2 separate regions of the Hordeum vulgare genome follow, and region 1 is linked to region 2. The links are chromatin contacts, called in public Hi-C maps. All regions are on one chromosome and are shown on one strand. Each heading gives the region's core, a stretch centred on a gene start, on an enhancer-like site or on the middle of the called end of the contact. The rest is flanking DNA. Distances are from core to core; before and after follow the strand shown. Region 1 has its middle 50 kb from the start of LOC123399775. Region 2 overlaps LOC123399775 (meiosis-specific protein PAIR2).

Region 1 (3,104 bases), core at 600-3,099, 35 kb after region 2:
TACATACATGTAGATCTCCATTTCTTGCAAGGTTTAGCCGATGATTGGGCCGTCACTTCCCAGTGTCATGTCCGATTGATGAGCCGTCGATTAGTAGTTAGCACGCTCCATTGCTGGATCGGCCGGACGCCTTGCACATCGACCTCCGGTCAAAGAGACGTACGTGCATGGCCGCCGCGTCAGTAACTCAAACCGACAAGGGATGAACTGCTACAGTGACACAACACGGCCATGATGCTAGCAGGCTTAGCTGCTGTAGGTTGGCCTCTATAGTTGATGTTATTTTTCCTAGGTGACCCAAACGCGAGACCATGAAGAGCATTCAGGGCACCTGACAGTACTTTTTGAACCATTGTGTGTTGTTACCTAGCGCGTCACGTAAATTTGCATTCAAGGCACTGTCGAGTAAGAAAGAGTACTGGTGGCCGTGGGCACGGCAATTGTTTCTGTGGCTGGCTGCGTCTTCTGTCAAGTTTTTTGATGAGGCGCCAGCCTGCAGATCTAATATGGGTCTGATACCTAGGACGTGGTACGTACAGGAGACGCATTTAGTCGCAGGAGATCTCTCCTCTAACAACAAGGCAATTATTATCGCAAGCCGCCCTGTACGTACTCACGTTGGCCATTACCGCCGTGTCCACGAAGCACAGGCGCAGACCAGGAGTGTGCAGGCGTACGGTACAGTCTTCTTCATCAAAACTGACAACTCCTGCATCATGCAAGCTTTGCCAAGAACCCGCTCGTCCGTACCGTTCGGTTCGTGCATGATTAACTGGTCTGGGTAGGATAGAACCGCATTGTTAGAACATCTACATCCGCACCCTCTAGATCCTCCTCAAATGTGTGGAACGTCCTTCCGATTAGTGTCCGGTCAAAAATAATTTGATCCAACCGGATCCCCACTTTCATTCTAAACATCCGGACTGACCGGCACCCTTCATATTCATCTCAAATGTAGGAAGGATACGAGGGCTCGCGAACGTGTCCGATGCGCCCGGTCAGTCCGCCACGTAGAACGCGACCTCACCCTGAACCATATTTTCTTTTTATTTATTCATTCATTTCTCTCTCTCTCTCTTTCTTCCTCTCGACCAGTCATGTCAGAGACCGGACATATAAGGAAGAAAATAAGAAGAATGACTTTGCAGACGGACAAATAAAAGACAAGCCCGATCATTGATCCGACGCGTCCGTGAACGTTTACGAGATCATATTTACTAAGTTCGGCTATAGATGCTTTTACAACGGCCCCTGGTGCCAATGCCGGTGCAACCGGGGAGGAGAACCCTCCATTGCTGGCCTGGCCATGGTGTTTTGCTTCGAGTTGTTCTCTGGTATCCTCCAATTAACAAGGGTCATTAATTCAGTGCTAACGAATGGTCCATATCAACCAATAATACTGCGGTAAAACTCCCGCAGTATTTTTGGTTAATTCATTCGATCCGAAGTTGGATCGAGTGAGGTCCAGGTTTTTTTGGGCAAATAAACAAGGGAAACAAAATATCACAGGGCTTTAGTTTAAGGAAGGACGGGCATAAGCCTTCGTCCGAAAAGAAAGATCAAAATATGATAGTACATGTCAAATTATTTTCAACAAGTTTTTTTTTAATTGAGAATCAAGTTCTCTGTATCAATGTGAATGTGGTATTGCAATCCCATGAAAAAAGAAGGCCTCACAGATTACTTGTTCCGGGCCCACCCGACGGGGACAGGACGCGAGTTCGCAAGCTTGCGAGCGGGCGATGATACCCCGTCGCCCTCCCGGACACTGCTCCGGCGTCGCGCCGCTACAGTGGGTGAAGACGTTGTGTGTGTCGCTGCCTCTGTCTATCTTTCTTATTCTAAGAGTTAGAGGAAGAGAGGGAACCATCGCAGTCAGATTGCGCTATCAGTCCCTCTCTCTCTCGGCTACTGCTAGCGCTAGGGGGCTACCCGGCCGTGTCTCTCTCCGTCTCAGCATCAGCAGCGCCACCAGTGTCCAACGACTCGAGGAGCACATTCATCCATACACGGCAAGCCGTCAGCCGTGTGTCTCCTGCGCGCGCGATGCACGAGCAGCCCGCCCAAAACCCAGCCGCCGGCCGGCCATTGATGAGTCCTCGTCTCACATGCTAGTCCTTCCCAAGGACCTCTATTGTCCGGCAGTTACATATATGGCGCGGCCGCAGCAAAAGCATACTGCCCACGGCTTGGGCACCAACCCTGAGACATCACATGTAGATTCGTGGAATTCCATTTCTTGCAAGTTTTAGCTGATGATCGGACCGTTGGTTCCACCGGTGTCAATGTCATGTCCAATTGATGCGCCGTCGATCCGTTTGTGTCGACATCTTTGCACATATAGGCAACTGTGCCCCATAATCAAGCACCTGCCTTGTTGACAAAGGCCATCAATTTCACTCGTCATAATCTTTGCGCTGTAAAATATCTTTTCAGGGTGTTGGTTGGCGACGTCGCTTCGATCGGCGATTTTAGCAACGTGGATTTGGCCCTGACCTGATCAGATTTCATAGAGAGCCTGGGACATGGATTATGCAACGTGCAGCAGTACTTGCAAATCCCTGAGTCTTGTGACCTAGGACATGCTACATGTCCATAGTGCACTGGCGCTGAAGACCAAACCTGCAGTACGGTCGGACTCCTGCACCTGCTCCTGCGCAAGTAGTAGCAAGTATGGCGGCCTCCCTCTACTCAGAAATCACTGCACGTTCCATCGCTACGTTGTACGTCGGTTTCAGACCACCTGACGGAACGCAGATTTCCGTGCCGGCCACTCCTCCCTCGCCGATGAAAGGGGCGGCTCGCCGTCGCCGGCTCGCCCGCCACCAGTGCGGTGCGCCCGTGACGTGCGAATATCGGCAAGATCCTACCTCGTGTGGGTCTGGAGCCGCCCGGGCTCGCTGTCGCGGGCGAGCCGCGCCGCGCTACAGGGAACACTTTTACGCACTGATCTCTCGCTACAGGGAACACATTACTCTCTCTCGCTCTCGCTCTCGCGTTCTTTTCCTACTCGAAGCCACTGTTACTGTAGAAGAAGGGAGGAAGACATAGCCATTGGAGCCAGCCAGATTGCAGGCGGCAGCCCTCCTCCCGGGCACGGCGGC
Region 2 (3,250 bases), core at 256-2,755:
AGATTCCATTAACCTTCCCGACTTCACGTAGCACATTAAGGAGTTTTGAAATTTCTAATAACACGTCTATGTGGGAAAAGACAAAAAATAGTAACACTGTACTTGATGCTTTCCAGGAACAGAAATCAGAGGTGCTGCAAGGAAGTCTGCACATGTGCAATTAAATGTGACATTAGGGTACTCGTAGGCGGTCCTGCTTTTGTGTTTTCCAAATGCAACGGAACCAACTGTTTCTGGCCTTTCCGTCGCTGTGCTGTTTGTTGTGTGTCAATTGTGGTCATGGTTTCCTGTAGGAGTTGTGCAAAACGGTGCAGTGGGCAGCTCTGGATCGTGTCGCGGTTGATGGAAAGTCCAGATCTCTTGGGTGCATGATTGAAGAGATCATCATCTGTAGTATGACAGCATGTGCAATGCCAATCAACCCCAGTGAACAAAAGGCGGGAACCCTTTCCAGGAAGAGTTAGCTGGCTTGTAGTGGTAAAAAAAACTTTTCATTATGTTGGTTGGTGCCTTGTTGGTCGTTTGATCGAGCGTGGATTTATTTGCTCCTGATGAGGTGATGACAGGGAGGGTCTGGAACATGGATGATTGATGGTTGCAGCTGAAGGGGTCGCAGTTGGAGCAAACTGAGAGCCTAGCCCCTGAGCTTGAGCTTGTTTGTCTGATGACATGTGAAGAGACCACGCCATTTTACTATCCTACCTGAGCTTTGGCATCTACTCCTTCCGTACCAAAATGTAAGACGTTGTTGCATTCAAATTTGAAGTGCAAAAGCAAAAAACGTCTTATGTTTTGCTACAGAGGTAGTAATTTTTTACGGGAAGATTGTTTTGTTTTAAGGTTGTTTGCCAGTTGGCCTCTAGCCTGAAGGTTATTTTTCTTACTAGATAACCCAAACGTGAGAGAATCAAGAGCATTTAGGACGGGAAGATTACATTACAAAGAGCATTCGTGTGTTGTTACCCAGTGCATCGGTCAGGTCGCTTTGCGTTTAAAGTCGGATCATCAGTGTGAATGTAATCTCGAGGAAGAGTGGTGGTGGTTGTGGGCACGGCCATTGTTTGTTGTCTGGTTGCGTGTTTTATTTTTGGGGGCGCCAACTTGCAAATCTCCGTTGTCTCTCAATTTTTTCTTTTTCTTTTTGCAGATCTTTGGGCCTGATACCTAGGACGCTCTACAGGGAACGCATTTAGTTGCAGGACAGGAGATCTCTCTCCTAAGCAATTATTGCAAGCGATGTACGTACGTAGCGTACGTTGTGGAAAAACACCCATTACCACCATGTCGACGGTGCACAGGCGCAGATCGAACCTGCAGCGTACGGTCTTCTTCTCCTCCCAAAAGATGACAACCCCGAGAGGCGCTCGCTCGCGTCGCCGTCCCGGCCACTGCTCCGGCGTCGGCGTCGCCGACGAGACGTTTGCGTGGAGGTAGGCAGGGTCGGCCAACGGCGAGGCCAAGATGATGTATTGTATGTATGTGGAGCGAAGAGGGTCTCTGTCGGCTGTCGCCGGCTCGCCCGCCGCCAGCGACGTCCCGTGACGTGCGAATATCGGCAAGATCTAGTGAGGTGCGTGTGGGTCAGGAGCCGCTCGGCCTCGCTGTCACGGACGAGCCACGCCTCGCTACAGTGAACGCATTACACAAGCTCTCTTTTCCTACGAGGCACTGTGCAAGAAGGAAAAATCAAACAAATGGAGCTTGCCGGATTTTGGAGCATCTGCTGCCGGCTCTCCCTGTACGTCTCGGCAGACGATCCGACCGGTCACAATATCTATATCTATATCTATCTATACCTATATATACCTACCTACTAATAAAACACCTATTGCTTCTGTGGTACGTCATTAAATTTGCCCTTAAAATTCGTCAAAATTACCCACCAATACCATCCGTAAGTGACAAAAACGATTCGTTTTTAAACTTCAATTCGGCTCTTTGTTTCTCATTCTAAAGGCTGACGTTCCCGTATTTTACCACGACAACAGGCTAGGCCAACCGGTTGGGTGCGCCCCGCCCCACCCAGGAGACCCAGATTCAATCCTGACTGCAACCCTTTCTTCTACGTCGCACTTTTTCTATTTTTTTTCTCTTTTGCCTTTATTTCGATAAACTTTGCACACATGTTATCATGGATTAAAGAAATATCAAATTTGTAGACACAAAAGTTCGCACATATACAAAAAAAATGTACAATGCGTATGGATAATAAAAAAATGTACAAACCTTTTTGTTCTTCTATTTCGCACTTTTTCTATTTTTTTTCTTTTTTGCCTTTATTTCGATAAACTTTGCACACATGTTAATCATGGATTAAAGAAATGTCAAATTTGTAGACAAAAAAGTGTACAATGCGTATGGACAATAAATAATATATTTTTCTTTTATTTTGAAAAATATTGATCGTGTATTTAAAAGACTTTAAATGTGCATAGGAAAATGTTTCCGGTGTATAAGAAAACATATACAAAAATATATAATGTGTATGGAACAAAGTAGACATAGAAAATAGAAATTTCCAAAAATGTTAATCGTGTATTTTAATAATGTAAAACATGTATATAAAAAATATTCATGATGCATACAAAATATGTAAAATGCATATTAAAAAAATCAGACATCAAAACTCAATAATGTTTGTGATGTCACACGTAAAAAAATGTTTCTAATGTATAAAAAATATACAATGTTGTTTATACAAGCTTTACATAAAAAATGTCTGAGCTTTGATTTTTCATATATATAAACTGTTTTGCTAATTATTATTTTAAAAATATCGATATTGATACGCAACCTCGAACATTTGGTATGCATGTACTTACAAATTGATTGTTTTCGATGTAGCTATGTTTGCAACCAAATTAAGACTCACTTAGATTACAAATGCAAACACATATATCAGCAAGATAAAAATAATGTTCTAATGCATATGCCATCATTAATTAACAAAATAAAATTGCAAATGAAACTGTTAGTCATAGAAATTAATTAATTATAATTTTTTTACAAGGGCCAACTTCTATTAAATTTATAGCCTGTTGCAATGCACGGACATTTGTACTAGTTACAATTTAATCGGCCTCATCAAACCGGCTCTATACGTCCTCCTCATGCCTGGATGAATATGGAAGGCCCGAACACGTCTGTCACGACGGATCCTTCTCTAGGTCCGTCGTCATCACCGCCACGGTACGTCCAGCTCTCCTTGAAGTACACGTTGTCCTCTTTGTGTTTGAAAAAATTGTACGAG

The links. Hi-C and Micro-C count contacts between places; a contact is called where the count stands out from the background.
Region 1: a Hi-C map of leaf shows a contact between it and region 2, with 2.9 times the contacts expected there. The contact joins two enhancer-like sites. A contact is called at or near these places in 2 of 6 Hi-C or Micro-C datasets (leaf and seedling).

What each region holds. Positions count from the first base shown.
Region 1 is chr5H:488,184,097-488,187,200 of MorexV3_pseudomolecules_assembly, forward strand. No RefSeq gene overlaps it. Among protein-coding and RNA genes, the nearest start is that of LOC123399775, 50 kb to the left of the region's middle. Within about 2 kb of position 1,850, at least 1 of the 3 cell types and tissues checked has open chromatin away from gene starts, as enhancers often do. A contact at or near this core is called in leaf, where this site is marked.
Region 2 is chr5H:488,149,001-488,152,250 of MorexV3_pseudomolecules_assembly, forward strand. LOC123399775 (meiosis-specific protein PAIR2) reads left to right here. Exons shown (of 30, transcript XM_045094158.1): 30 at 117-1,057. Among protein-coding and RNA genes, the nearest start is that of LOC123399775, 15 kb to the left of the region's middle. Within about 2 kb of position 1,506, at least 3 of the 3 cell types and tissues checked have open chromatin away from gene starts, as enhancers often do. A contact at or near this core is called in leaf, where this site is marked.